Regions from separate parts of the Mus musculus genome. Here regions 2, 3, 4, 5 and 6 are each linked to region 1. The links are chromatin contacts, called in public HiChIP or PLAC-seq and promoter capture Hi-C maps. All regions are on one chromosome and are shown on one strand. The core of a region is the stretch at or near the end of the contact, and the rest is flanking DNA. Distances in the headings are between cores, read along the strand shown. Region 1 holds the start of Slc25a26 (solute carrier family 25 (mitochondrial carrier, phosphate carrier), member 26). Region 2 has its middle 53 kb from the start of 4930511E03Rik. Region 3 has its middle 24 kb from the start of 4930511E03Rik. Region 4 overlaps Magi1 (membrane associated guanylate kinase, WW and PDZ domain containing 1). Region 5 has its middle 55 kb from the start of 4930511E03Rik. Region 6 overlaps Magi1 (membrane associated guanylate kinase, WW and PDZ domain containing 1).

Region 1 (4,916 bases), core at 1,455-3,954:
GTGACTTGTGCTGAAAAAGTGTAAATTCAAAACAAGACAAGATGGGGTGGGGGGCAGAAAACTCGAAAGCTGTGCACAACCAATCAACTACCTAGGACCTGAACGGCATGCATGAGGCTCTGAATGCAAGCACCAGTACCACCCCCCAAAGTCAATCTGTGCCTCTCCCTGCAGAGAGACATACATTATGCTCTTAAATTTATCAAGTAAGTGATATAATACATACTGTACACTCCCACCTCTGACTACACGCAACTATGGGTGAACCCAAGTCTAGACACATACACACAGGTGGCTAGAGGTTAAATACCTCCCTGGAATGGGCTTTGTGATAAGTAGGAGTATTATTACTGCTTTTTATTGCTTGGTTTATAAGGAACACTGCAGCATAAGTCAAAGCCATTCAACATGAATATGCCTAGTCCTTCAAAACTTCTTCAATCCACTGGCTGCAGCTGACAGGCACTAGGTAAAGAATAACTGAGAGCGTGCCCTCATCGGCCCTTGCTTCTCCTCTCCATTGGCAACCTGTACACTTGCACAAAACGTGGAGCGCCATTCACTCCAACTATGATGAACTACTATGGTTCCCAAACATGTCCAGAACTTTCTCCTTCTCTGCTTTAGCTTAGGTTTTTCTCGAAATCTGGAATGGCCTTCTTACCACCTAATTCTCCCCCCTTTAAACCCCACAGACACACATATCCCTGCCAAAAATCCCATCTGCTGGTTTGACAGCAACCAAATGCTATTCCTCATAGAGCTATCCCCAACCTTCCAGTTAAGAATAAAAGGCTACCTCCTCTATTCCTCTCATAACTATATTTATATATTCCTTTATACTACCAATCATGTGTGGTAATGCAAGAGTCTTCGGAGTACAAGTCAGGTCAGTCACCTTCAACTTGTCTAACAACTAACCCAGCATCTCTGACACTGCAGGGTTTCCCAATCAACCATAAGATGATAACATTTCTAGGCGTTCGTTCCCCCAATCACAGTGGTACTTATACCCTGGGACACTTCTCTAAAAGCCAATTCATCATCGCCTCCTAACAGGAGGGCTGTAGGATTCAATCTGTTCAACGAGGCTGCTCTTAAGAATGAAAAGGTGGCTGTCGAATTGGGCTTGAGTATTCTTCCATTCCTTCAGAAATTCTCTCAGGTTAAATTATGGCCTCAGAGCACAGGTCTGTTATCAGACAGAGCTAGCTGGCATGAGCTCACTTCTTGGGAGAGCCTTGGATCTTCTTAGAAAACGATTTCATTTCTATTTCTTCATGTACAAAATGGGGGAAAGAGCACCTGTGCTTTCAGAGCTTTGGAGAAGTAAATAACAGTAAATGAAAATTAAATACAATGAAATGAGCCTGGGTGCGATGTGCTATGTGCTTGTGCTCGTGCACATATGTGTGTGTGTGTGTGTGTGTGTGTGTGTGTGTGTGTGTGTGCAGCCCAACCTTGAGTCAGAAGTCTTTCTCATTGTCTCTCCTCTTTCTTCACTGAAGCAAAGGATCTAGAGATCACTAAAGGTTAGTCTAGCTCACCAGCTTGCTCCAGGGATCCCTTGTCTCCACCTTCTGAGCACCGGAATTACACATGGGCCACCAGACCCACCCAACATTTCCCAGGGTTCTGGGAACTGAACTACAGATGCTATAACTACTGAGCCATCTCCCCAAACACAAATGAATCTCATATATTTAGGATGCCTGGCCCATAACCTGTTATCACCTCTTCCCATAATGTCCTGAACCTAGTCCACCTGTCACTTACCCGAGCAGTCACTTCTGTACTGTCTCCTACATCTAACTCTTATGGGCAGGTTTCTCTTGTTCAACACTCTATCTCCAACCCTTCCATCAGAGCAGTAGCTAGTTCTGTAAACAAATGCCCCTGGGCTTCTATTTGCCCTTAGCAGGAGCATTTTAAAAATGAAGGTATTTCTTGTCTGCTTCTGTTCACTCTTCCAGAATAAAATCAAAGTTAACCAGTCTCTCTTACATCTGCTAAATCTATTATCTCCTGCTAGACCTGCTGTTATAGGCCCCTCAAAAAGCACTGGTTCTCATAAATCGACAGAATTAGCCAATAAACCATCGACTCCACAACACCACTACTTATGCTCAGTATTTCTTCAAAGCCTAAACGTGGAGAAAAATGAGCAGATTACTAGGAACTAAATGTGTAGAAACTTCAAAAAGACAAGCTAGTATCTTGGATGGATGGGTCGTAAGTGTTTTCCTGAATAGTGTGTATTTGCATGTTTAATTCCCAAGTTCAGGTGAATATGGTGTACAAGGGAAGTCTTAATTTACTGAAGCCTTCAGTAAATAAGACAATGTGTCAAGCATACCTCATCTCTAAAAGCCCATCAGAAGCCACCAAGCCTTGAGAACAGACTTCCCAGACGTCTCTAGGCTTGGTCCTAGATCTAGCAGCCAGTGACCTGAGGACAGACCGACCACTGCTTAAACCCGGAAGAAAGCGGCAGTGCAGAGAAGCCGCCACAGCTCCCACGCAGCCTGCACCCAGCAGCCCACCCCTACCCGGTACTCACCACCAGCGAGGCCGTGAAGCCCGGCGCGTCCATGGTCTCCCAACGCCGCCAAGGTTAAAAATCACAAGCTGGGCAAAAGCAGGTGCTGACTTAAAGAGCTGGGCGCCGCCATGTTGGGGCGGGATATGGAGCAACTACTTCCGGGGCAGAACTCGTGACGTCACACCACAACAAAAGCACGTGCGTCGCTCGGTGCTGGTCGCTGAGCCTTTCCTGGAGGACCCTGGGGTTTGGAGCTTCTCCGGCTTCCTGTCCTTCAGCAGCCGGCTCCGGAGGCGCTAGGCAAGAGCCTCGCACAAGCCTGTGGCCCCGGATGGGATCTACGAAAGACCCCGGAGGAGAGACCAGAGCTGGCAGGACTGGGACCAGGCGGCACTGCCTGTACCTGAAGGCCAGCCCTGTGGTTTCCTACTCACAATCCAAGTCCGTTATTCCTTCGCTTTATCTGTGCAGGCTGGCTGGATTTCTGTTGATCCAATTCCAGAAAGAAAGAAAAAAAATGTTAAACAAAAATACGTTTTTATTACCAAAAAAAAAAAAAAAGTATTCTCCATTTGTACTGACGTTTATTTCTCTTTAAATTAATGTACTTAAAGTAGGAGAGTGATCACTAGAGACTACGAAGGGAAGAAGGATGGAGGTAGCTGCTATCAAAATACAATTAGTTAGGGCCAGTGAGATAGCTTAGTAGGTAAAGGCGCTTGCCTCCAATTCTGGAGGTGACAACTAACAAATTCCTATTAGATAGGGCGAGTGAGATGGTTCTGCAGGTAAAAGCTCTTGCCACCAACCCTGCAACCTGAGTTCACTCCCTGGGACCCATAGGGTGAAAGAGACAACCAGTTCCCACAAGCTGTCTCCCAATGTCTGTGGACATACCTAATATTTATTGTATATCATATATTTTGCATATTATATTTTATTACATATTAATATGTTGATAGTGAAATAAATAGAATTTAATACTTAAAAAAATACAGCTTAATAGTGAGTGTAACTCAATGGTAGAATATGTGTTTACCTAGCAGGGCCCTCGTGTAGATGGAGGAAGACAGGAAGAATAAGTACCATTGCTCTGCAGGACAGTAGGATTGCTAGTTTACAATTTACTTACGTGTGTGTGTGTGTGTGTGTGTGTGTGTGTATTTCAGTTGGTATTTGAGTTTCACTGTAGCCTATGATAGGCTAGAACTGGCAATGTAGTTATGTAGTTCTGGTGACCTCAAACTCATAACAATTGTCCTGCCTCTGCCTCCCAAATGTTGGAATTACAGATGTGAGCCATTACACTTGGATAATAATTTGGGTTTTCTTTCTAGGGTCTTGAACATGCAAGGGCAGTATAGATGTAGCCACAAAGGCTACATATATAGTTCCACCTACCTAGTCACTGTTATATATTTTTATAGAGAACTAAAAGAAAATAGAAAATTTCAAAGATGACCCACAAAGAAATGATATTTAAGGAATTATACATGCTAATGGCTGACTTAGCCATTTCACATCGTGTGGGTGTATTGAATTATCACCCACTACCCTAATAAATTTGTACAATCACTGTGTCAGTAAAAAATAAAGTGGCATAAAAAAATGACTTGCTTTGATAGTTGATTATTCATCTTGCTCACTGTGAAGGCAACGTGTGCTCTTGGATGAACATGTCATTAACTATTTAGCAAGTTTCTTGGAGTAGACTTGTCTTCCCATTTACTGGACAATACCTTCTAACCTCCGCATGCATGAAGGGCCTACTACATCTCAGGTAGCAGGTATGTTGTAGAACTAAGTGACTAGTGGACTTTTTAACCTCCAGTAATCTTGTGTGAGCCACAGAGGATAATCCTGACTCACTCAGTCAATTTATTGGAGACCTGATTGACAACTGCAGAAACCGTTTCTGTAATATAGAGCAACGTGACCATAACAGCAGGGCTCACACAGGCCGTGCTCACACTCAAAGGCAGGGAGCGAGTATACAGACTGTGAGCATGAAAGGGCAGGGATTCTGAGGCCATCTGAGAATTCACCCTACCACACTCTTTTATAGCATGGCTTCATTGGAGGCCTCCTCACAGCCCATTGGGGTCTACCAGTAAGCTCCCACTAGAATTTCCCTCAGAGTCCCTATACCTTTCACTTTTGCTTTGCATCAAGGCACTCCCACAGCTCACTAAATACTGTTCTACACCATCTCCATGTCCAGAAATCTGATTGGTTGGTGAGTTGGTTGGTTGGTTTCAGCTTAACAAGTAAGTAGCTTAAAATACCAACAGCTTTTACCTCATACTCCTTCTGTTAGGTAAAAATCTGAGAGAACTTAAGCTTGGCAGTTCCAAGTCGGGGATTCTCGTAACTT
Region 2 (4,916 bases), core at 1,043-3,542, 500 kb before region 1:
CCACGTGCCTGCAGAGCACGTGTTCTCTAGGGGCCAGCTCTGACCTGCTGCCAAGCGGCAGGCAATGAACCTCACAAATATTTGTATTCATTTTATTGGAGGTCCAGCTATTCTGACACTGAGCCAATAGACGCCTACAAAATGCCCTGGAAAGGAAAAAAAAAATCCAATTTCAACTTCCAATCTGGGAAACTTTATAGCCAAAGCAGGTGGTCAGTATTTTTGGATCATTACGTTCATGAGGTCTGCCTTTGTATTTTAATTGATTGCTATAAGGGAGGTGAATTCATAAGCCACTAGTATGTTCTGCCTGCCTTTCATACTTCAGTGTGACTCAAGTAATGAGATTATGTGTTAGAGTCTTGTCTTCTAATGACCCAGAATGCCCTTGTGCTACACCCATGTTTGTGGGAGTGTGGTCCGAGAAACAAAAATTTGCTATTCTTTTCCCTTTGGTAAAATGGAACTGTATAACTATTCCCAGCCTAGGAAATGCGTATGGAAGTAAGAACCAACATCTAAGAACCAGGGCTAGTCTCCATTCTCCTCACTGCTGTTGTGACCTGAAGCCACCTGTTTCCATGAAGAGAGCCTGATTCCCTAACTGAACAGAGCAAATCCTCATTGACTTGCCTTTGACCTTGCAGGAGTGAACGATTCTGTTTGCTGAACCATGAGGAGGTATTATCCTAGAGCTACTAACCCCAACTATTACAACATTAGCAACCAAGGCCATGGGAGTTTCTTAGCTGAAATAGTAAGTCTAAAGACTGGAGAGATGGCTTAACAGTTAAAACACTAGCTGCTTTTCCAGAAGACGAGGGTGAACCCAATTCCTAGCACCTACATGGTGTCTCACAACTAACTATAAATTCAGTGCTAAGGGATCCAGTGCTCTTTCTGGCCTCCTCAGACACCACTGCATACACGGTGCATGGCCATACATGCCAGCAAAACAGGGCCATGCATGCTCCCTCCCTCTTCCCCTCCACCTCCACCTCTCCTCCCCCTCTGCCTCCTCTCTCTCTCTCTCTCTCTCTCTCTCTCTCTCTCTCTCTCTCTCTCCTTCTCTCTCTCTCTCTCTCTCCCTCCCTCCTTCCCTCCCTCTTCCCCCCCCCTCCGCTTTCCCTCTCCCTCCCTCTCTGCCTCCCCCCTCTCTCTCTCCTTCTCTCTCTCTCTCTCTCTCTCTCACACACACACACACACCCAAATAATTAAAACTATTTGAAACTACATTACACTAGTCTAAGAGGAGTGGATTTGAAGTCAGAAGACACAGGTCAAGCCTTGGCTCAAGCACTGACTCGATGTGTATCATTAGGAGGATTTGTTGTTGTTGTTGTTGTTTTGTTTTTCGAGACAGGGTTTCTCTGTGTAGCCCTGGCTGTCCTGGAACTCACTCTGTAGACCAGGCTGGCCTCGAACTCAGAAATCCGCCTGCCTCTGCCTCCCAAGTGCTGGGATTAAAGGCGTGCGCCACCACGCCGGTGACATTAGGAGGATTTTTTTTTAACCATCTCTAGACCCAAGTGGAATTAGATTGAGCCATGTAGTTGCTACGACGCCTTCTGCCCAGCTCTAGTGTAATGTAACCCTGTGAAACCCCATAGCGTTTTTATCCTTTTAGTTCCTATCCCTCCCCTCTCAACACACCATCACAGGACATGAGTAACTGAGGGTGCTAAGTGTGTGCCATACAGACCCTGTGCAAACATACAGGCTCCGTGAAGAACCATGGCACCCTACATGCCTATAACAGTATACAAAAGAAGAAAGTTCTAAAGGTCCAGAGCTATAATTTCAGGGCTCTGCCTAGTACTTGACTAACTCATTCACTGCCTGACTGACATCCAAAAGGGAGTCTAATTTTAAAGAAGCATTGTTGTGACATTGAAGGATCTGCCCAGAAAAAAAAAAATCACTGAAATACAGAGAGTGTTCCTACCACTAGATGTTAAACCACGGCCCAGACTCTAACTTGAGTACTGGAGAGCATGTGGGTTGCAGCTGACTGACATATTCCATCTCAGATTTTAGGGTCTGTATTGACCACTATGAACTTCAGGAGGCCATTTAGCAAATGAACCCTGTAGAGATAGATTTCTCTAAACTCTCCTTCATCTCAAGACACAGTGTGGCTGTCATAGTGTTTGTCTTTCCTTAGTCCCACACATGCAGTAATGGTGTTTCAGACCTGGGGCTCTTGTACTGGGCTGCAGTACCCAGGACTTTCCACTCTCCTTTGGACAAGGCATAAAGGTTCCACGTTCAAGGTAGAAACAATCATTTTAAATGTTGACTATCTAGCTCTGCTGACTACAGTTAAATGTGTTTGCTGCTCGTTCAGATGACCAAGTTCAGTTCCTAGCACCCACGTGTGGCTCACAGTCACCTGTATTTCCAGCTTTGGGGATATGTAACACCTTTTTCGGGCCTTTGCACACACTACCATATACTCACACAAACACACACATCCATGCTTAAATAAAAATAAGTCTTAAAAAAAAAACTAACAGGCTAAGCTCTGAATATTAGTGAGAGGAAAATGTCAGTGGGTGAACTTGGGTACAAAGGGCACCAGGATGAGAAAGGGCACAGCGGGCACAGGTTATTTTTGGACAGTGTATTGCTGCTAGGGAATGAGTACGTCCTCCCAACCTGGCCCACCTTTTCAAACTTCTGAGATAGGATGCTGCCTTTCCCACTGCCTGCTGGCTTGTGCTGTGCTCAGAGAGGTCTGAGGCCGCAGCAGCTTCTCTTGCCTGCACCCTTCCCCTAGGTTGATGATGTTGGGCCTCCGGTGTCTGTAATCCATTATTTTAGAGGGAAAGTCCCTTTGTCACAACCTTCTCTGGCTTCACAGTTCAAAAGGATATTCAGGAGCCCTAAAGAATGACAGAAAGGGGGAAAAAAAGCTTCTGTTTACAAGCAAGGAAAAGACCTCTGCTCTCTCACTACAGGGCAGGAAGAAAATAGATGTCTCTGATTCTTTCTCAGTGGGTAAAAGTCGGTGAGGACCAGACTGTAAAGAAGGAAACAGCAAAAAAAAATATTGGCGGCAGGTTGGTCTTTGTCTGTCCGCATTTTTTTTTTCAGAACTTGATTTAAAGTCTATGGACTTCTAAGTTGTTCCTCATTAAGTCTAGATAAAATACTAATTGCTTCAGTAAAACATTGGGGGTTTTCTAGTGCCATATAAGGAGAAACAGTATGCAAATTTTAGTTGTAGGTTCTACACAGAATTTTATTCTTGCATCATATTGCTTTTATTTATTTATTTATTTATTTATTTATTTATTTATTTGGCCCCAAGCACAAGTTTCCCTTTATACCATATTTCATTTTTGCCTGTATTAAGCTGATTTGACTTTTTTCTTTCTCTGCTGGTTCCTGATGTGAGCTTGTTGTCCTCCATTCTGGTTTCTCTCTTATTAGAAATGTAGCCTTTTGTTGTGTGTGTGTTTTCCTGTCTAATCCTATTTCCAAGTTCCCAAGTCTTCCCACCCTTTGCCACAGTTCCTATTAGAGGCTGTCTTAGTTACGATTCTATTGCTGTGAGGAGACTACATGACCAAGGCAATCTATTAAAAAGAAGCATTTAATTAGGGACTTGCTTACAGTTTCAGAGGGTTAGGATCCATGACCACATGGCAGGGAGCAAGGAGGCAGGCATGACTCTGGAGTAGTAGATAAAAATTTATATCCTTAGCTGGGCATGGTGGTACACGCCTTTAATCCCAGCACTTGGGAGGCAGAGGCAGGTGGATTTCTGAGTTTGAGGCCAGCCTGGTCTACAGAGTGAGTTCCAGGACAGCCAGGGCTACACAGAGAAACTCTGTCTCGAAAAACCAAAAAAAAAAAAAAAAAAAAAAAAAAAAGCCGGACGTGGTGGCTCACGTCTTTAATCCCAGCACTCGGGAGGCAGAGGCAGGCGGATTTCTTCGATCTATGATCAGAATCTAATTCAGCATTAACCATGCAAAACCCTAATATTTATATCTCCAAAGCAACTCTACTTACAGCTTTTGTTGCACTTGCATGTGTCTCCACTGTATCCGTCAACAAATTGTGGCCTGTGGGCAGGTCCTGTATGCTTTAAAAATATTTTTTTCTAGAGTTTTATTTTTTCCTTTTAAAGAATAAGCAATTCAGGTCATACATGGTCTTCAGAGTATAATATATTTGTTCTTAATAGAAGAGGTTAACAAAGCCTTTGTAATGCTTGGGTTTTGAGATGTTAGAGAGGGTCTGAAATCTGCTGGGCCCTTTTGAAACTACTGGTCATTAACTTAGCTGAATTCAAGTTGTCAGTGTTTACTTCCCTGCTGTGAATCGCAACTGCAATTTTGATTCAGTTCTTTTTTTTTCCAATTTTTTATTATGTATCTTCTTCATTTACGTTTCAAATGATATCCCGAAAGTCCCCTATACCCTCTCCCCTGCCCCGCCCCCTGCCCCCCTACCCACCCACTCCCACTTCTTGGCCCTGGTGTTCCCCTGTACTGGGGCATATAAAGTTGATTCAGTTCTTTGTGATTTCCCTGGATATCTAAGAGTCTGTATGCCATGGGAATCAGCTATTCATTTTACACATTTGGGGATCCCACTGTTTGCCCCCTCCTCCTCCTGCTATCCTCTCCCCTCCATAGGCACACTCCTTTCACAAGAGTTATGGTAACATTCCCAACTGATTTTGCAAGCCAGTAGTACTGTAAGCTTTCTCTCTGCATCTGAGTCACCATAGTGGACAAGGGACTGTCCCCAGAGAAAACCACCAGGAAATGAAAACCTTAACCAAATAACATTTCCTTTTGTTATCCAAGACTTTAGAGGGATGTCTTATTCTGATTTGTCCATAATTAGCATGTTCGTCAAATAAAAACTACCCAAATAATGCTAAAAATGAACCTCTCATT
Region 3 (4,916 bases), core at 1,688-4,187, 470 kb before region 1:
AGCCTTCACAGGACCAAGGGCTTCTCCTCCCATTGATGACCGACTAGGCCATTCTCTGCTACAGAGAATACAGCTAGAGCCACATGCTCCACCATATGTTTTCTTTGATTGGTGGTATAGTTCTAAGAAGCTCTATGGGTACTGGTTAGTTCATACTGATGTTTCTCCTATGGGGCTTCAGCTTCCTGGGTATTTCTCTGGCTCTTCATTGGGGATCTTGCGCTCCGTCCAATAGATGACTGTGAGCATCCACTTCTATATTTGCCCGGCACTGGCATAGCCTCGCAGGAGACAGCTATATCAGGTTCCTGTCAGCAGGCTCTTGTTGGCATCTGCCTAGCACACACCATATTCTATCAACTTCTCCTTGTTCATCCTCCACTCTTGGGACCCCTCTCTTGCTATTCATTAGTCTATGAAGCCCTATATTTCTTTTTACTTTTATTTTATTTTTTATTTTTTGATCCTTCCATTTGTGTGTGTGTGTGTGTGTGTGTGTGTGTATGTGGTGTGTGTTCATTTGTATACACAGAGGCCATAGGGTGCCCTACCTATCACTCTCTGCTTTCCTTCATGCCCTCCCCCACACAGTGCTGAGTAACGGGCACAGAAGTGCAGCTTCTTATGTTGGTGCTAGGAGTCTGAGCTCAGGTTCCCCTGCTTGCACACACTGCAGGTGCTCTTACCTGCTGAGCTGTCTCCCAAGTCCTGCCCCAGGTTTTAAATGAGTGGACCTCTAAGCCAACAGTGGGGCACTCATTGTCATTAGTAAGAATGCTTCTCCGAGCTAGTGGGAAGTTACAGAAACAAAGCACATAGCTTAACACTCCTTTCTTAGAGTGGTGGGGAAAGCCTGAGCTACTTTCACAGTTTTATCTGCCATTTGAGTGGGGAACAAGATTAAAGTTCTGGCCCGCACACTTAGCACAACCGGTAATCGTGTGAGTGCGAAAAAATAAATAAATAGAACCAGGGGAAGCGGGATGTGTGGCTGCACGTGACAGCCTGTAACCCTACCTGGGATTTCAGTGTCCCCCAGGATTATCAGCGACAGATAGGAAATACAACACACCTCTCACTAGATGTGAAGGTTTACTGTGGCTCCTTTAAATACAGGACACGTGGCAGGCACGATCATTTGTAAGCTTGTCTGCCAGGATATCTAGCAGCCCATCAGTGTTCACTGATCGACAGGTAATCTGAACAGGTGAATTAGCAGACAGGGAATGGCGAGGGTGCTTGGCAGTCAAGGAGGGAACAGATTTGCCTGCCTCCAAGTGGATGTTGGGTCTGCTTCCCATTAATGAACAAGGACTCTTTTGTATTGTTTGTTGAAGTGTTGGACATATGGTGTTGACCTCTGTTGGGGCCTGCAGTAGCTCCCGCCCAGACCTGGCTTCCTGTAGTACTCCTTCAGCACTTTCCAAAGAACCTTCCAGCACTAGTGCTATATAGCTTTAGGATTCCATCAACCACAGCTGTGTACCAACAGGCATTTGAGGAAAATGTCAAAATTGAATGCACTTTATTTGTTTTTGTTTTCTCCCCATAAGACTTGCGGTGTAATCCAGGGGACTAGAAAGTAAATAATAGGTCTCTCTAGCCAAGAAGTCATCTCAGTGTCATTTTTAGAATTTGTATCTACTTACACACATCTGGAAGAAAGAGTCCAGCTCAGAATCCACAGCTTGGTGACTTCTGAACACCACTGAACACCACTCTGTTACAGGTACCAGCTCAGTTCAGTAAAAGCATTGGCAGCATTTCCAGAAGTCTCCAGATTCTCCGTGGCTCCTTCTCAGCCCTGGCCCCTCTAATCGCTGTCTTGCTCTGTATTCCATACAACTTGGATTGGTTTTGCTTTGCCACGTTTGAATCCAGTCAAGCAAATGCAATTGTCTCAGATGTCCAATGGACGTTTATCAAATAAGTACACAGTCACCTTCAAGTAAGTACTAATTTTTAGTACATTCAGAAATATAAGCACTATTTCCAGTGCTAAGTGGTGCGTCCAGGACCTAGTGTGTGTCAGGTAAGCCCTGGGCCACGAACAACCACGCCCAGCCCCAGCCTGTACTTTTTACATGTGATGCCCTTTCCCTTCCTCTATGTAATAAAAATGAAGTACAAAGATATTAATTGGAAAATCAAACTTTCTCTCTCTCTCAACTTCCCTTTCCTTAAATGTAATTTCCATGAGCAATTTGGGTTTTATTTTTTAAAACCTTTCAGGACAATGTCAATGCCATTTTCTAGAATTTTTATTTCTTCATTTCTGCACTCTCCTCCTTCTCCTCTCTGTTACTATGCCACCCTAGGCCATTTTTATGTATGGTCATACTCTTTGTTATGTTCTTTGTATCATTTCCCCACAAACCACTGTGTTAAAAGTATTTCCAGCAGAGGTTGAAAGACGGCAGGGATAGGCATTTTATACTTTGTGATCAAACAATATTTATTGATGAAAGAAGGCCAGAAGGAAAGGCAGCTTTCCCTTTGTAATAAGGTAAGTAAATTCTCCTGCTTCCTTTCTGTTTCTCCAGGGCTCCAGGTCTTCTACAGCAGGACTGAGTGAGAAAATTCTCTCGCCCATGAGAAAATCCTCTGGGCTCACACTCCAGGAACCCAAGCCCCATCAGGACTAATTATACAAGCAAAAAGCCTTTTCCTGAACTATGGTATTTGTTAGTCTGCTGATTCATTATTAGTTAATGTTTTCTTTGCTAACAAGTTTTTTTTAAAGATGAAAACCTCTCTTTCCACATCAAAATATCTAGACATCATCTAAACATTCTTTAGCAAGCTGGTTTAATCTTATTTTTCTTTAGCAGAGGAAATTGCCATCTCGAGAGGCATTTTCTAGTATTGCAGACTCTAACCCTACAACTTTGTTTCTGTCTAAACAGAGATTTTTCCAATAGGTGGCACTAGTGTGTTTAGACAGAATTAATATGTCCCTAGTGGAAGACGCTGTGAAGTTCAAATAGCTACAATTACCCTTTAGCAACACATTTTTTTTTTCACATACTCAGAGGTTGCCTCGGCTTTTCAGCACCTCAAAGTGGGCTGCAAGATTCCCATACTAGCATTTCAGATGCTGGCCTTGTGCCTACTGGATAAGAAAGACCTGGGCTCAACCCCCAGCAACAAGTAAGAAAATGGCTGCATGTGTTTGCATGTATCTGTGACTTTGGTTCTGGGACAGCAAAAGCAGGAGACTCTTGGGAGCACACTGGCCAGGCAGGCTAGCAAGCACTGGGTTCAATGGGAGACCTTGTTTCAAGAGATTAGATGGAAAGCCATTTAGGCAGACACCAGACATCAACCTCTGTCTTCCATAAGCATAAGAACATAGCCACACAGATACACGTGCACACAGAGACAGATACAGAAAGACATATGCATACATACACAGAGAAACACACACAAACAGATGCACACACAGAGACACACACATACAAGCAGATACATACACACACACACACACACACACACACACACACACTCCATTGGTAAAATGAATTTAAATATACTAGCTTAAATGCTTCAAATCACATATCACCCTTGAGTTTTAGATCCAATCTTATTTTGTAGCATTTTAAAAACATCTCTCAGACATATTTAAAAAACACTTTTCCACATCCCCATGTCTTGAAGAAAAGTCAGTGTGTCTAATTCAAAATAACTTTATGAAATGTTTTCAGTATAAAAGTGGCATTAGATAATTAGGCAAACTTGGAAAATTATAAAAGTGGATAAATTCTCACCATGGTAGAGATTTGCAATAGTGTACAGAGCCTAACACTGGCAGAATGTGAATAGTATTTTATTACAAGAGAGAGAAATAGAGAGATAAATGAAATAGGGCTGCCTTACACTGATGGAGTCAAGGGACAAACAACACTTTACAAGTCCACTTACATTGCTGGGAATTTTACATGGAGTAGAGGACTGTACTACACCGCATCCAAGGTACTTTCCTAAACTCAAACCCTCCATCCATCAGCTGTTTTGTTGAGTGTATACCATTGAGAAGATGTTGTGCCAGTGTTTTGTTGAGTGTATACCATTGAGATGTGCCAGGTACTGCGATTTATACCATTGAGCACAAGCAGCAGGAACAAGGCGTGGTACAGTGAATCCAATAATTCATTACTTGTTCACAAACATAATGAGAGGTTATTGTGAGATTTCCATGAGAGAGCAGATGGTGTTCTGGTATAGGGAACAGGGCTGGGAGTTTTAATCATTAAAAGACAACCAACCAGGCAAGTGGAGGAAGAGGAAGTGGAAAGACTTTTGGTAGGAAAGAGGTCCATATTGTTTAGGAGAAGAGCACGGTTATGAGAGTGGTAACGGGTCCAGGACTAGCACCAGTCAGACCAGAAATTGATTGGATCCTGCTGTCGATTATCAACACACTTAGCTGAGGTTTTGTGTTTTAATTCAAACTAAGGTGGGATGCCTGGTATGGTAGTGCACACCTGTAGTCCTGGCACTGGGAGGTAGAAAGAAAGGACTCAGGAGCTCAGTGTCATCTTTGGTTATATAGCATGTCTGAGGTCAATCTGGACTATACAAGACCCTGTTTTTTAAAAAGCAGGATGGATAGGATTCCATCAAGGAACTTTAAGCTAGGAATGCATGATGTTAATATCAGGCTTCTGTACTGAAGCTGAACTGGGTGATTTGAAGGGAGGATGGAGATGGAGATTCTATTGAAGTAGGTCAGGCATGAAAGGATGATCATGACCACTGTCATGGGAGCATGGTGCTTTAAAACAGCATCAGTAGAAACGGATGCAATTAAATGGGGAGAGGACAGTACAAAGAATGGCTTCCTACTCAAGGCTGTTGAACCAAGTTCTTGGTCTTTATATTAAACTTCAGAAAATAAGCTCTACTTGATCAATAGG
Region 4 (4,916 bases), core at 847-3,346, 420 kb after region 1:
TGTCCCTATTAAAGCTGGTTTGGGCACTTCCTTCCGGAACCCTGAGCTATAGTGCTTATCTGCCTCCTCTCTTGTGGAGAGTTTGAGGCCCTTGGGGCAGGGTAGGTTGTCTGACCTGTACTAATTAAGCTCTGCTTAAATGTCATAGACTAAAGATAGTGTATAATAGCCACAACTCATGAAGTATAGCCTAAGTTTTCTAGATAAATAGAAAGTGCCATCAAACAAACAAACAAACAAACAAGCAAAAAACACAGACAGATTTCAATCTAAGGTCACACCCTTGAAACCTGGAAGACTTAAAAAAAGCCCAGAGGATGGGGTGGAGGCCTTGGTACTGTCAGAGGGGCCCTTGATCTGTGTGTCCCTTAGCTTCAGTGTGGAATGTAGCTTGTTCCCATTGGTAAAGTTTGATTGGAACACAAACATTCCCGTGCATGCTATACAGTCCAAGGCTGCTTTCCGACCCCAGCATCCTCACTGAGCAGTTGCGGTAGGAGTGTGGTTCATGATGCTTCAGATAGAGGAGTCTTGGTCAGAACATTACAAATTGTGTGCATGTTGCTCAGAAGACTTCCGAGTTTAGAGAAACTTAAATAGGATGCTGAGATTGTAGCCCAAAGGAGGTCCTAGGTTTGAGTCGCAATACTGTACACATAAAAGTAGGTGTGGGGAGGAGAACTAGGAAGAGGCTAGCCTGCTTGGCCAGCGTGCTCGAGGACACTGGTTAGATCCAAAGCCTGAGAGAGAGAAATGTCTAGTTTCTTGTAACTTTAATCGCAAGCACAGAGTGGAAAATGAGATTGGTTTATATCTTCACTCTTCTCTTGTTTCTTCCTCTTTCCCATTTCTTGATACCCTGTTTTTGTTTTTGTTTTCTTCCTTCCCTCTTCTGTCTAAAATTCATATATACTAGTAGGAAATATAGACATTCTTGTGGACCATCTAACTAATACCCCCTTACATATTTCCCAGTGTTAATCCCCATGCAGAAACATGTTCTTTCATAGCTGTATTATCACCGTAGTACTGGCATGTAGACCTCTTAAAGGTAGATATTTTGTTCTGTTCACAGCTCAGTCTACAACAGTTTCAATAGTAATGTTGAATAGTTATAAACTTTTTCAGAATCTATAGATAATGGTTTGTTAATCCAGTCCTGTTTAGCTTGTCATTTAAAGATTCCCCTAAATGTTTGTTGTTAAGCACTTTGTTAACTTTTTTAGTTATTTGGATATCTATTAGGGTTTTTTTTTTTTTACCAGTTTTCTTGGAGAAATTAAGCTAGAATTCTACCTTGAGGTAGAAGTATCAGGCCAAAGGATACTTGAAGGAGAAAAGGAACATTTTTTTCTGACATGTGCAAGTCTAAAAGGAAAGTGATTGAACACTAAGAATCAGACGCTTGGAACACAAGAGAAAGGAAGAGCGGAGTCTCTCGGGGAACTCAAGCAGGCTGGAAGACATTCAATAGCCAGAACTGATGTTGTTTCCCCTTCCTTCAAACCTTCCTTCGTCTCCTGGTGAATCCACTTGTATCTACCATCCCTTGCTAAGCTGTATTCCGTCTTGACACACACAGCTTCAGTAGATGATCATTAGTTTTGACCGGCGTGTCTTGTAGAGGTATAAACCATTGGTTTCTGTACTTGTGGGTGGCATACCTGTGGTTCGACCAGCTGCAAACAGAAATATTTGAAAACAACAAAACAAAACTGTCTGTGTTGAACATATGCTACAGGCTTTTCGTATCCTGTCAATGTCGCCAAAGAATCTGATACAACAATTACTTCCTTAGCGTTTGTATTGAGCTGAGTGTTGGTAATACAGTTAGTTTAAAGTATGTGGGAGTGCATGTAGGTGATATGCAAATACTGAGACATTTTATGTAGGGATTTGAGTATCTGGATTTTCCTGTCTGCAGGTCACTTGTCTACTTTATGTTACCAAAAAGCCTTTGCTGGGCCAGCATGACCTCTTCAGCTTCGAGGGGAAGCCTGCTTGTTCCTCTCAGGAAGAGTGGGTGACAGAGGCCGGGACAGCGAGGACTATGAAGAATGCTTGCTTTTATAAGTACTGCATGTGTGAAGCATGTTGATTTGAACCTGCTTTATTGCATCAGTCTCTTACCGCTATTGAACTGAAAGGCCCAAGGCTCCCTGCGGAGCTCAAGCTGACAAGTTGAAATGACAGGATTCTTTGGCTCTAAGCTACCCTTTCCCACTTTATTAGCTTAAGCTTAACAGTTCTTTACAGATCCTGTAGCTGACTTCACAGGCTCAATAAAATGCTGCCTAATCAGGATCTGTCTGTCTGCAGGAAAATAGGCTTTCTTATTTTTCCTCGTTTAGCTGTTGAATGGCAGTAACCCTTGTGTGATGTGACTGTCCACTTTGGCCTTTATCTAAGAAAAAGGACCATGACTGGATTTCAACGGGTTGGCTTTAAAAAGCCACTAATTTAGGCTGAGTTGTGCTGAAGAGCTTTTTTTTTTTTTTTTTTGCAAGGAGGACTCAGTGCATTTCTTCACCACCCCCCCACCCACCCTTTTTTCCCTGTGCAGACAGCAAGCTCAGCTGCTAAAACAAAGCAAACCCAGGGGGTGGTGCACACCTTTGATCTGTGCCCTTAGGAAGCAGAGTCAGGCAGATCTCAAAGTTAGAGAGAGTTCCAAGACAGCCATATTGTTGTTTGTTTTAAGCTAGGGAGGTGAATTAAGTTTAGCCAAAGCTTGCAAAGATTCTCAGGAAAGTATAGAATTATTTTTCTTCTCCAGTACTAGGAACAAAGTTTTTCTCTTGGTCGTCTTTAGGCCTACAGGTTATGAAATGAAAGTCATGCAGCACATTGATTATATTACTAAGCATTTGTGATAAAGCTTACACTAACAATTTTTTAAAAAAAACATTTGTTTTGTTTGTTTGTTTGTTTATTGGGTGTGTAAATACAGGTCCTTATATGCCCTGGAGGGAGAGAGGGAGGGAGAGAGAGTGCACGTGCCAGAGGACAGCTCTTGGGAGTCAGTCTGCTCATAGGATCAGGTTTGGATGGTTGGCCTTGCACAGCAGACTCTTATCTGCTGAAGGATCTTACAGACCAGCTTTGACAGTATTTCTTGTTTTGAGCTCTCTGGATAAGAGACCCGGGGATTTTTATGTCGAAGCTGTTTCTGCCTTGTAGAAAGCAGAACAAAGGGAGAGGAAAACTTGTCCTAATTATTAAGGTTGCGCCTTGCTCAGAGATGTTTAACAAGGCAGAATTGTAATTCGTATGTATCTGGAGAAGTACCGCATGATTTAAAGAGTGCTTTCCCAGTATTGGTTTTATTGTAGCTGTAAAGGCTCTAGAGTGCAGATCACGCTGGCAGGTCTGTCTGAGGCATCCACCTACCATGGATGTAGCGAGCTGGAGAGACTTCTCCCAAGTTCATAGTGCAGAAGCAACAGGATACAATGAATCACTTACAGTCCATACACAAGCATGCTCCTAACTTGTCCACACAACTTGCCCACACAGCAGGACGTAACCAGTGGGGAGCACTGCTCTGGTGGCTTGTAGGTTGGGTTAGACCGAGTTCTATTGCTGAGTTCACGGACTTGGCTGAGCTGCAGGGATATTATTTGTAAGACTGGGGTGACACCTACCTTGTGGATGCTTGTGTGATCCCCCAGAACAGATCACTTTTTTTTTTTTTAAATCCCTGTAAAGCCTTCAGAAGCTTGTCACAGACACGTGACGTGCTAGTGTTTTCCGAGAACTGCTCCTGATTGTACCCAAGTCGAGTTCCACGAAACAATTGAGTTAGAGTATGTGTGAATTACCTGTTAGGGTTTCTTATTTGATCTTGAGGGAATTTAGAAGGATCTGAAAATGTGGAAGAGAAAGAAAATGGCCTCTTGTAGACCTGTATGATCCCCGGGGATCAAGAGTGGGTGAGCCTTGCTTATTAGTTCAGTGGTTGTTTTGACTTTAACCTTGACCGTCTCCACCCGTGACCTCAGTCGTGCTGGGTTCCCTCTTTCTGGGTTTGCTTAGCTTCTTGGCTTTTGCGTGGGGGATTTTTGTCTAGGGTACCTTCCCCACCCACTTTCAATGGCAAAGTCCTTATCTGTGTGTGTAACTACATGATTGGCAGTTGTTTTATTAACTTCTAAACCCTGATTAGGTATTCGGCTTAGTGTTCCCAGAGTACCATAGGCTTGCTCTTAGCATTCCACTCAGCTTTTATAATTGCCCACTTCTTTGTCCCACTGGTCCGCTGGGCTGTGCAGTCTCAGAGGACAGAGAGTATGTCCTGTTTGCTGTCGTCTCTCCAGCACCTAATATAGCCCTTAGCTCCATGACATGGTTTTGAGTACATAAATGAATGATGGTGTGTGAGAGTTGGTTCTCCTGTCGTTCAAGCTCAGTGTGTTTTTGGTTTTCTATTTAAAGTTTCAGAGCTGCCTAGAACTGGCTAAACATAACATCTTTGTTTTGACAGTAGACTGTTCTCTAAAAAAAATGGTAGAGGAAGACTTTTCAAGTTGGATTTATTCTTCAGTGTGTCTGGTTTCTTTTAGGGTGTGTTGCTGTGCAAATGCTCTTTTGGTCGAGGTTTGAGAGGCTTAAAGGTGGCCACAGTGTCTTCACTACGATAGCTTTATCTCCACCTGTTCCTTGTACCCTGAGTGCATCCATCTGTCTGTGGTTGCCTCTATGATCTTCTCTGTCCCTGAATGACTTAGGGGATGGAAAAGTGGTGGTGTTACCACAGGCATTCGGATGTCAGCTCACTTAAAATATGAGTTGAAAGGAGAACCATCTAATTTCCACTAATGAATTGCTGTGTGCTTCTCAGTGTTAGGAAGGGCATTGACTGAAATATTTTTACGTAGGAAAACTTTAAAGATGAATCACTGAAAGGTGTGTCTGTC
Region 5 (4,916 bases), core at 765-3,264, 390 kb before region 1:
TATCTCAGTGGCCTCACCCGGGGAATGTAGGAAATTATGTTAATAGTTCCCAAGATAGAGCCCACCACTTTCTTTTCATTTGGTTATTTTTAGCTCACTTCAGTGGAAATTTCTATGAAGGAGCTACAAGCATCAATGTGCACAGCAAATGTTGGGGTCCTTTGGTCTGACAATCTGAGAAGTCAGAAAAATAAATGAACCATCTTTGGAAAGAACAGTGGAAATACTCGGCTTCACTGAAAATTCTAGAGAGCTGTCGCCTGTGACACAGTCCAGAGCAGTTCTGATTTATCTCAAGACTTAGTGTGACCAAACCAGCGACTCCTAGGCCCTGTCAGGGCATCACTGACAACTGTAGGTGCTTTTTCTTTTCCTCCATGAAATTCTCCAATTAAGTCTCTGAGTTAACTCAGTGTGTGTGTGTGTGTGTGTGTGTGTGTGTGTATTTCATTCTTTTAGCTCTGTGAACCCTTTTTGTTTGTGGGAAATGTATTGTTTTAGGTCTGAATTATTCTCTTCTGGATATGTCCTCATGATGTTATTTATTGGGTATGCCCCTAAATGTCTTTTATAACAATCTTTGACCATTTTAATTAGATTAGTAGAAAATATCAATCAGAAGATTTGTAATTTGCCCTGAAATTCAGTTACTAGATCTTTATTTGTTTATTTAGCATCAGTTCTGGTTCTTAGATTCAGGGTGTCTGAGTTTCCACTCTGTTGTGGAGACACTGAACTTCACAATAGGGAAAAGTTCTTTGTCTCCCAGGATCTGTCTAGAAACCTAACATGAGGACAGGAACTTGAATACCCACAAAAATATTCCCCTTTCAGGACTCTAGGATTCAACTGGAAGGCAAAAGGCTAAGCTTTAACAATCCTGGCAATTTCCCACCTCCCTCTGTCTACCAGCGAGAGTTCACCAAATGGTCCTTGCCATGGGGGGAGAGAAAATATTCCTTCAACAATAGCCACCAATGTTAAAATGCTGAGCTGCAATTACAGCTCAAGGAGATGCCCAGCTGGAAATATTTGAAAGAATTTTGATACCCAGTGGAAAACTCTGGAAAGGTTCTGAGGTTAAAGGTCACGTGTGTAGCCTTAAAAACTATGCGTGACAGAGTTGTTTTTCCATCAACACATGGCAGGTGAGTCGTGGACATTACATCTGCCTCCTCAGGGAGCTGACAAAATGTCAGGACTCTATGCCCAGCTTAGCCTAGCCATCACTCACTTTCAGACCTTGTACAAACAGTTTCAAGTCTCCCAGCCCTTCCTTTCCATTCAGGCTGTTTTTGAAGTTAAACAAAGTCATTGACCATCACAAAGAAAATATTCAAAGCATTGTATGGGAAGAGGGGTGTGCAAAATGCGACCGTTTACTTTGCTATGTTTGGATTACAAACAAATATTCACACCTGTGGTAGGCCTCTGACTGATGAAGAACCTAGCAAACTATTTGAGACAAACACAATTTCATACTTTTCATGACTGCAAGTCTATTCCACAGTCTACTGCCAAGACGGAAGAATTAAAGTACCAAGGAGAGAAAGTGAAGCGGTCGGTGGGTCCTAAACCGCAGGCAGCAACTTGCCAAACTGGTTGAACTCTGCCACTGCTCTGCGGAAGCATTTCATGTCTAGATTCTCCAATCTTGCTTGGAAAGAAGGTAGGGGGATCTTTAAAGTAGCATTAAGAGCATCAATAGTCTCAAGGGAGACCAGAGAGAGAGGTGGTGAATACTCTTCCCACAGTGTTCAGGCCAAGTGTGACAAGCTGAACCAAGCATCGAGGTCAGGAAAGCCAGCGTTATCATTTCAGTAAACAGTATGGCCTAAAGAAGCCACACGATGGGTTTCCTTGCTGTTAACGGCGGTCAACCCAGTGGCATAGTAACTCCATAGTACCCAAATATTGATTGGGTTGCCAACACCCACTTCAGAGGTGACTGGCTGACTACATAGAGACAGCACCTGTCAACAAACAAAGGAGTCCTTCGCGGCTTCACTCCTTCAGCTAAGTGCATCTTCTCAAGAGAGCTTCAAAGGCAATTACCTGGCTATTTTTAGAGCCATTCGGGATACCGTCTCCTTGACGTTTCTCTCGAAGATCTGTGCAGAGTTATTTACTGAACTTTAATTTCCTGGAATTCAGGGTTGGCTTAGGGACTAAGTTATTTGCTCACTGTTGCCAACTGGTAGCCAGACACAGTGGCAGACGAGGACCCACAAGGCTCCGCCCTCATGTGATGACTGAGTTTGTTGGGTGGTCCCTGTCTTCTCATAGCTTCTTTGCCCACAGATTTCCCTGGGAGGTCCCAGAGGCAAATGTATTATTTGGTGGATGTAGAGAAAAAATACGTCAAAGCTATTTTCCTAGATGAAGCTTGATACATTTGTGGGAGTAGCCAAGTTGCCTCCTGATTAAATACTGTAACAATTAAAGCAGGAGACAAGGGGTTCCAAGGAAGCCAAGACAATTGCACAACGAGGTTCATTTTATTATTCCAGCTCCTTTGATAACAGAGTTAAAGGTTCCCAGGTCAGCAGAGTGGTTGTTGCCCGGGCAGCATGTTCAACATTCTATAAAGCACAACAATGTTATTTGTGTTTAGAAAACCATCTGGGGTATGGGAGTGTCATTTACCTTAACTGTCCTCTAGAAATTGAGGAAGGTTGTGGGCATTGCTGTGTCCCTTCTCACATTTGTTGCCATTCCAATTTCCATTCTTCAAAATATCACCATGGGGTATTCCCATGCCCAGGTCACGAATTCATCATATCCTTGCATAACCTCACTTCAAACCCTAACACATTGGTACTAAACTTTCAAACTAAAATTAGGCCTGTGGGTGTTCCCTTCTTCCTGTCGACAAGGGCAAGACCCACCAGACACAAAGGCACTTTGTGGCCTGTCCCAAAGAACGTGTGCTTGAGACTGTATCAGCATTTGTCGGCTGTGGAGTGTCTGCTAGAGAAGGGATGAGGCCCGAATGATAGCAAATGTACCAGGGATCCGGGTCTAAAGAAGGGTTAGCTTCCATCAGGGTGAGAAATCATGTACTGCTGACTTTTACCCTTAAGGAGCGCTGTGGAGTTACGTTCAATTGCTTATTGGGGGGTTGACTCAGAGTTTTGTACCTGCTGGGCAAATGTTCTACTGCCGTGCTTTGCCCCATCCCAGCTACCAAAATTCTGAAGGGGAGGCTAGAAGAGAATACAGTAGATTTAGTACCACTCCTCAGGCTTGGTGTTGTGGGCCAGGGAATAGTTCCTGGATGTTTTCTTTAAGATATTGACTGTCTTTGACCTCTATTTACTAGGAATAGACACACACACACACATACACGTTATGACCATCAAAATGTCTCTAAACAGGGTCAAATCCCCCCCACAATATAACCCCAAATTGAGAAGCATTTGTGCTAAATTTTATATCAACTTGACAGAAATTAGAATCATCCAAAAAGAGGAAACCTTAATTGAGAAAATGTCTCCATCAGATTACCTGTAAGTAAGTCTTTAGGACATTTTCTTGATTGATGATTACTATGGGAGGTCCCAGTCCATTGTGGGAGCTGCCATCCTTGGGCAGGTGGTCCTCTGTGGTGTAAGAAAGCAGGGGAGGAGCAAACCATGGGGAGCCATCCACTAGGTAGCATTCTGTTGTCTCTGCCTCAGCTCTTGCCTTCACTTCCTGCCCTTATTTCCCTCAATGATCATCTGTGATCAGGACATGTAACCCAAATGAACCCTTTCTTCCCCAAGGTCTTAGTGGCTCTGGTATTTTTATCACAGCAATAGAAAGCAAGCTGACACAGTACTGGTCTAAACACTCTTTCTCAGAGGGACCATGGACAGATTGCATCGGAGTCACCTGGGTGCATGGTACAGATAGTGTTCCATTGGCTTCATCTAGCCGGAGTCAAAGCAATCAGAAGTTGGATCCAGGAGGCTGGTTCTCATTAAGCTCCCCAACAATTCCTGTGAGCATGGAGCTTTTAAGACAGTGTCTGAGATTTGCCTGTTGGGTAAAGTTACAGAGTGCAGGTAACACTGTGAAGGAGGCTCTTGAGGGCTTGGGATGTGTGTGCTCCAATAGATTTGATTCAGAACTGGATTCCCTATATTGACTTTTGTTTCTTGTTACATTGCACCACGGAAGGCGATCCATGTCAGCTACATAAGAACCACTTAAGAAACTTAAGAACCGTAGATAGCAAAGGTCTGCCTAGAGAGTGTCCTTGTTGGAGAGAATATGGTCTAGTTATCAAGATGGAAAAGCACTAACCTGGACTAGAGCTTGGATGTACTACTCATAGCACTTAGTGAAATGTATGTTCTTGAGCTCCACCACTATTCACGGATGCTAAGTAACACTGAGATGAGGACCACATGCCTTCATTAGTGTGTATAGAGGGGTGCATGTTCAGGAGTGTGTGTGTGGATACAGAGGCCAGAGGACAATGGCTGCATCATTCCCCAGGCATTGTCCATCTTGTTTTTTAATATAAGCTCTCTCACTGGTCCAAAACTCTCTAAGTAGGGTAGGCTGACTGGGAAGCAATCTTTCAGATCCTCTTAAGTTTGCCTCCCCAACACTAGGGTTTCAGACATGAGTTATCCTACATGACTTTTTTTTTTTTTTTTTTTGAGCATGATTTCTGGGAATCAAACTTAGGCACCCATGCTTACACAACAAGCACTTTGCTGATTAAGCTATCCAACTAGCCTTGTGCCTTCACTTTTATCAAACTCATAACCACACACAAATGCATTTACATTCATATACACACCCCTAAAAATCCATCATGGAGGGTCTCAGACTCTCAGAATGAAATGATTCCCCAAATCTAGGGAAAGGGGTGAGAAGGTATAGCTGTGGTCAAACACATCTGTTTCTACTTACACATCTGT
Region 6 (4,916 bases), core at 1,289-3,788, 350 kb after region 1:
GTCTGGTTGGTGATCCAGGCTTGATGGCCAGTTGGGTCGACTTGCTGGCCCTACCAATTTTTGAAGTGCCTTTTTTTCAGGAAGAAACCAGTTTTACTGTAATTTCCATGAAACGTAAAACAACAACAGAGCAAGTAAAATCTGTAAAAATGCATATCTAGTTCATAAATTTTCTGCACTGGAAACCTTGCCTTCCTTCACCTTGTAGAAAAGTGACTTCCGTTGGATGACGTAAGAACAGCTGAAAGGTGGGTGTGGAGATTTTGTTCATTTAAAAACCATCTAACACGCTTTTTATGAGGTGGCTTTTTTGGACAAACAGTTTGAAAAGAATCTTGTTATTGAATTTTTCCCCTAAAATATGAGTGTTGGTGTCTTTCCTATGTGTTATGCGAGGAAACGGGAACAATACGTGCGGTTCTCTTTTAGGTGCGACCTCTAGGTGTGCTCTCCCATCTGGGTTTGTCTTGCTTTGATGAGCTTACAGCCCATTCTAAGCTCGGTTTCTGTAGCTGTCAAATGGACCTGGCCATGGTTCCTGCTCCTGGAGTTTTTGAGGAAAATCCATGAGATACTCTACTGTTTTCCCAGGTTGTCTGATCACAAAGATTTCTCTAAAGCAGCACAAGTTAGTCTACACGGTCTTTAAATTCACGTCTATACTTCCACATAATCTTAAATAACACAGTGAATGAGCAGAGATGTCAGTAAATCGCATAGTAAAATTTGTTAGTTTTTATATTCATTAGAAGGTTTTATGTACTCTTTGCTTTATTCATTTTCTTTCCTTTTTGCGCAGGGGTGAAGAAGGACTGTGGGTTAGGAACTTTTCCCCTTGTAATATAACTAAAGAAATAAAGTTTTCAATTAGAGTCCCTTAACCATGCAGGGATTTTGTGAGCAGGGAGTGATTTCCTGTTATGTATTGCTAGATGGTACGGGGTGGAGAATGCTGCTTTGGAAAGTGTAAAGTTTCCAGTGTGCACAGTGAACACAATGATTATCTGTGATGCATTTTCTACATACAGCATCTGTTTAGAGCTCTGTGTATGTGTCTCATTGTTTAACCTAATATTTTTATAGCTGGTCGCTTGTCCCAGGTCTAAACTGCAAATTTATAGCCAAGTTTGACAGCTGTGTGGGGCTACTTGGGATAGCACTGCATTTGTGAAGTCTTCTATAGGACATGTTGAGGTTTGGTTGTATTTGTCACCGTTGGTTGCGGTGTGTGCTACAGGGACTCCTACAGAGAGTGAGGTGTGGCTCTCAGCTAATGCAGCTCACTCACTGATCACCCCAGTGTTCAGCGGGTTCCTAGGTCTCTAGGCTTCCATTGCACTTGGAGCTCAGTGGAGCCACATACTGTGCAGCAAAGCTCTGGCTCAGTGGCTGGCCAGGGGTGGAATGAGGGCTTGATGTGCTCTCAGATTGCTAACAGGAACTCAGAGCACTGTTTACTGCCATTGTAGAATCCACCTCATTCTTTAAAGAATTAGTCACTGCACAAGTTTCATTAAAGTAGGCTTTATTGTGGGAAAACAAGGTATAAATTTTATTATTTTTTTTCTTCCCGTAGTTAATGTTTATGTGATTTCAGATGCTATTAAATACAATGGGAGGATTTTAGTCTGTAGCTTGGAGCGTTCTGAAATTGGGATATAGTTGTGGTTTCCTTTTTGTTACAGGAATCTCTTGTTCTCTGTTCTTTGTTCCTGTCCTTTCCCATCCCATTCTGTCCTGTCTCATCTTGTTCTGTCCCATCTCTGTTGCTCTGGTGATTGAGCCCTGATTATCAAGGACCTACATATACTGGGCATCTCTTCTGCTGAGTCTTCCTACTTTAGCCTCTCTAGTAGCTGGGGCTTCAAGCCTATGCCACCATGCCTCCCCCCATCCCGCCCTGTTTTTTAACCCTTTATTGGATCATATCATCCTGCCCTCTTGAGGGGATCCCTGCTGGTGTCACTGTAGGCAGGGAAAGAAAGGGACCACAAAGAGGTGAGAATAAAACTTGGTTCAGTTTGACTTATTCAAACTTTATCAAACTTGCAGACTCTGATGCCAGGTGGTTTATTGAAGGCATATTTAAACACAATAGAATCTGGAAAAACATTTCCAGGCCACAATTACTCCCATTCCAGGTGCAAAGAAAGCTTAAGGTATGACTGTGTAGACACTCATTCACAAAGGACATGTGACCAGTAAGGCGGGTCCTATAGCTCAAAGTATGATCTCTCCCTGAGCTTGCATAGAGGTCAGCAGGCCATAAAATACATATGACATTTCTCCTAAGGACCATTTCTTAGTTGATGGAAACTTAGGATAAAGGCCCAGGGAGGGAAGAGTCTGGGATAATCATTCTAGGGGGTTTGGGTGAAATCTGCTCTACACATAGCAAAAGGATTGCCAGGCTGTAAACAACATCCATTCCACTTTCTGGGTGGAATGCAGGTATTTCATCTCCCCCACTGAGGACACATGCCTCTGTGTTTAACATTCCTGGCTTCCCTACTGCTTATCTGGGAGTGTAAGGACCTTGTACTTTTGCACCCTTATGCCCCACTTTTGCTGTGTAGCTTAGCATGGCCGAGTTTGGAATCCTCCTGTCTCATTCTTCCCAGTGCAGGGAGTACAAGTGCAATAGCAAGTCTGACCTCAAGTTAAAATGTTCTTGGCAATCCTTTGGGAGATTTTCTCAAATATCGGCTTTTATGACAGGCCTTGTTCTACTGGAAATGATTTTTTTTCTTTTAAATACAATCAGTGTTTTTTTGTTTTTTAAAGTTCAGTTTTTGAGGATTTGGATGCATGGACACAAGCTTTTGATCAGCATGAGAGGGGGGGGGAGTGGGTGGTTTGGTGTGTGTGTGTGTGTGTGTGTGTGTGTGTGTGTGTGTGTGTGTGATAGGGACATATACATGAGAAAAAAATGTGTGAATAAAATATTGTATGTGTGCGTTTGAGAAAGTGTCTGTGAGAGAACGAGAGCTGTTTTGTTTGTATGTGTATGAGAGACAAAGCGATGTGGGGCATATAGTGAAGTTTAAATGTCAGCTAGGGTCCCTTCCCTTAGATTCACATTGTCATCTTTGTCCTGTAAGGCATCTCATTTTATCATTTTGTTTTAATTTTTGAAGTAGTGGGTTAACCACATCACCACAGTTGGCTTTGAGCTCCTAGTGCTGCCTTCATCTTCCGAGTTCCCATCCTCAGCCTAACGTGTGTGAGCCAGTGACACGGACAGCGGTGTGCTGGAGGACACACGGCTTCCTTCTGTGCCATGGAACCATCCGTTATCCTCATGCACATGCATGTGCACGCCCACGGATGCGCTTGCATTTTGACCATCTTCTGAGCATCCTCTTGGGTACTTCCCTCCTAGAAAGCCTCCCTTGACAGCAGTCAGTGGTAACTGCCTTCACTAAGTTCCTTCCTGCCCTGACGATGTGTTGGGAATACTTGACTCTAGCCTCAGCCTCACATGTGTTCAGAAGTTGTACAGCATAAGCTTGGAATTTGTTGGTCAATCCCCCTTTCCCTCAAGCCAATCATCACCATGGCTCACAGTGTATTCAGGTAGCTGAGGGGATGGGAGGGATGGCTCAGAAGGCAAGTATTGGGCATATTGCTGGTCCATATAGAGGCTGTGGTGACATGGTGCACTAGCAGCTGGACTTCTTAGAGGACTTTGATGTGAGAAGAAAATAAGTTCTTTTTTCTTAAATGAGTGGCTTCTCTGTTCCCTTTCACACATTTCCCGCCCCCGTACATATCAAATGGACACTTTCCTTATTTCATTCATCCATCTCATTCTGACCTAAGGCAGCTATAGTTTCTGTCTCCATTCATAGTCATGTTATGAGGTCAGCTGAGAGAGCAGACAGGAGTAAGGTGGTGGTTCCCAGTCTTTTAGTGACTGTACTTCAAAAAATTTTCATATTCACTAATACTCATGGTGTTAGAAAGCCACTAGGAACCCAGTATTTAATATTATCATATGTAGGCAAAATATAGATATAGCACACATACATGTGTGCAATACATCTGACCTTTACTTTGTGTATAGTAGAAAATACAATAAGGACCTTAATTTGTACTCAGATAATTTATGGTTCGCATGTAGAATCTCAAGGCCTGTGGAATAATGGTTATCACTATGCTGGATTTTGCTGGCTAGAGTTTATAATAACATTGTACTGGACTGTCTTGAGTATCTAAGTAATATTTTTCTTCACTTGTTTAGAATGGGAAAATTAAGGCTTTTAGTTTTTTTGAATGAATGTCTTAATTTTGTGTGTTCAGAAACATCTTAAAAGTCTGTGAGTGCACCCCCCCGCGGTTTTGTGTGTGTGTGTGTGTGTGTGTGTGTGTGTGTGTAAGATTTGTAAATCAAGTTTCCAGTTTGTAAGTTCAGTCTGCATTGATAAATTTCATCAGAAACTCAGTCTCTCGAATGACTTGAGTCATCTTCAGTTCTGCCAGGTTTACTCTCAGAGTCGTCTCCTGGGAGCACTCTTGGCCCTGGAGGGCTGTAATAAGTCCCTGGGGTATTTGGACTGCCAACCTTAGTTACATATCCGTGTCCTGTGCTTCCCTGGGTTCTAGCCCCGAGGAGGAGGGACGCGGTACTCCTCTCCTGACTTCCCTTTGCAGACCCTGTGCTTTTGTAAAGCTGCTGAGGTGGATTCGGCTGTTTAATATTCCATAGCAATAAAGAACAGTGTTTTTCTTGGAATATATAGTTTATAGTCTCAAGACGGTTATTTGGCTTCTCCCTCAAACCACTAGGTTGGTTAGTGTGGATGGCTTTTACAGTAATAATTTAGATAATCACCTGAGAACAACTAGCCGTTGCTGATGTCTAACAGTGCTTGCTTTGTGATAGTCTTCCTTTTAGATTACGTGTTTATTTATTT

What was found. Promoter capture Hi-C pulls out the DNA fragments that hold promoters and counts their contacts. HiChIP or PLAC-seq counts read pairs in DNA pulled down with a chosen protein or histone mark.
Region 2: a contact with region 1 is called in a promoter capture Hi-C map of liver. The contact joins the enhancer-like site here to the promoter of Slc25a26 in region 1. A contact is called at or near these places in 17 of 39 promoter capture datasets (3T3-L1-derived adipocytes, the C10 cell line, HPC-7-derived erythroid cells and 10 more), 2 of 15 datasets of contacts at CTCF or cohesin (the NIH/3T3 cell line and large pre-B cells), 5 of 484 Hi-C or Micro-C datasets (bone marrow-derived macrophages, megakaryocyte progenitors, neural stem cells and 2 more), 13 of 115 datasets of contacts at active chromatin or transcription factors (the SCID.adh cell line, acute myeloid leukemia, bone marrow-derived macrophages and 5 more) and 2 of 9 other capture datasets (adipose tissue and pancreatic islet).
Region 3: a contact with region 1 is called in an H3K4me3 HiChIP or PLAC-seq map of bone marrow-derived macrophages, with 7 times the contacts expected there. The contact joins the enhancer-like site here to the promoter of Slc25a26 in region 1. A contact is called at or near these places in 12 of 39 promoter capture datasets (the 3T3-L1 cell line, the C10 cell line, the HPC-7 cell line and 7 more), 1 of 15 datasets of contacts at CTCF or cohesin (the NIH/3T3 cell line), 3 of 484 Hi-C or Micro-C datasets (bone marrow-derived macrophages, granulosa cells and hematopoietic stem cells), 14 of 115 datasets of contacts at active chromatin or transcription factors (the 230-238 cell line, T-cell acute lymphoblastic leukemia, acute myeloid leukemia and 6 more) and 3 of 9 other capture datasets (adipose tissue, embryonic stem cells and liver).
Region 4: a contact with region 1 is called in an H3K4me3 HiChIP or PLAC-seq map of embryonic forebrain, with 5 times the contacts expected there. The contact joins the enhancer-like site here to the promoter of Slc25a26 in region 1. A contact is called at or near these places in 13 of 39 promoter capture datasets (the 3T3-L1 cell line, 3T3-L1-derived adipocytes, the C10 cell line and 7 more), 1 of 484 Hi-C or Micro-C datasets (embryonic limb bud), 14 of 115 datasets of contacts at active chromatin or transcription factors (bone marrow-derived macrophages, embryonic basal ganglia, embryonic forebrain and 10 more) and 4 of 9 other capture datasets (adipose tissue, embryonic stem cells, liver and 1 more).
Region 5: a contact with region 1 is called in a promoter capture Hi-C map of stem cell-derived epiblast-like cells, with 2.7 times the contacts expected there. The contact joins the enhancer-like site here to the promoter of Slc25a26 in region 1. A contact is called at or near these places in 4 of 39 promoter capture datasets (the C10 cell line, embryonic stem cells, liver and 1 more), 3 of 115 datasets of contacts at active chromatin or transcription factors (embryonic stem cells and pancreatic cancer cells) and 2 of 9 other capture datasets (adipose tissue and liver).
Region 6: a FOXA1 HiChIP or PLAC-seq map of pancreatic cancer cells shows a contact between it and region 1. The contact joins the enhancer-like site here to the promoter of Slc25a26 in region 1. A contact is called at or near these places in 8 of 39 promoter capture datasets (the 3T3-L1 cell line, 3T3-L1-derived adipocytes, the C10 cell line and 3 more), 1 of 484 Hi-C or Micro-C datasets (the C10 cell line), 2 of 115 datasets of contacts at active chromatin or transcription factors (pancreatic cancer cells and stem cell-derived neural progenitor cells) and 2 of 9 other capture datasets (embryonic stem cells and pancreatic islet).

What each region holds. Positions count from the first base shown.
Region 1 is chr6:94,498,102-94,503,017 of GRCm38.p6, reverse strand. It overlaps Slc25a26 (solute carrier family 25 (mitochondrial carrier, phosphate carrier), member 26), which reads right to left and starts at 2,704. Exons shown (of 10, transcript NM_026255.5): 1 at 2,561-2,704. The coding sequence starts at 2,593.
Region 2 is chr6:94,994,362-94,999,277 of GRCm38.p6, reverse strand. No RefSeq gene overlaps it. Among named protein-coding and RNA genes, the nearest start is that of 4930511E03Rik, 53 kb to the right of the region's middle. Within about 2 kb of position 2,292, at least 2 of the 459 cell types and tissues checked have an H3K27ac peak or open chromatin away from gene starts, as enhancers often do. A contact at or near this core is called in liver, where this site is marked.
Region 3 is chr6:94,965,277-94,970,192 of GRCm38.p6, reverse strand. No RefSeq gene overlaps it. Among named protein-coding and RNA genes, the nearest start is that of 4930511E03Rik, 24 kb to the right of the region's middle. Within about 2 kb of position 2,937, at least 10 of the 459 cell types and tissues checked have an H3K27ac peak or open chromatin away from gene starts, as enhancers often do.
Region 4 is chr6:94,082,176-94,087,091 of GRCm38.p6, reverse strand. All of the region lies in intron 1 of Magi1 (membrane associated guanylate kinase, WW and PDZ domain containing 1), which reads left to right. Among named protein-coding and RNA genes, the nearest start is that of Gm52867, 140 kb to the left of the region's middle. Within about 2 kb of position 2,096, at least 25 of the 459 cell types and tissues checked have an H3K27ac peak or open chromatin away from gene starts, as enhancers often do. A contact at or near this core is called in embryonic basal ganglia, embryonic forebrain, neural progenitor cells and 1 more, where this site is marked.
Region 5 is chr6:94,886,584-94,891,499 of GRCm38.p6, reverse strand. No RefSeq gene overlaps it. Among named protein-coding and RNA genes, the nearest start is that of 4930511E03Rik, 55 kb to the left of the region's middle. Within about 2 kb of position 2,014, at least 11 of the 459 cell types and tissues checked have an H3K27ac peak or open chromatin away from gene starts, as enhancers often do.
Region 6 is chr6:94,152,688-94,157,603 of GRCm38.p6, reverse strand. The region is part of intron 1 of Magi1 (membrane associated guanylate kinase, WW and PDZ domain containing 1); the gene reads left to right. All of the region lies in intron 1 of 4930511A08Rik (RIKEN cDNA 4930511A08 gene), which reads left to right. Among named protein-coding and RNA genes, the nearest start is that of Gm52867, 73 kb to the left of the region's middle. Within about 2 kb of position 2,538, at least 24 of the 459 cell types and tissues checked have an H3K27ac peak or open chromatin away from gene starts, as enhancers often do. A contact at or near this core is called in liver and pancreatic cancer cells, where this site is marked.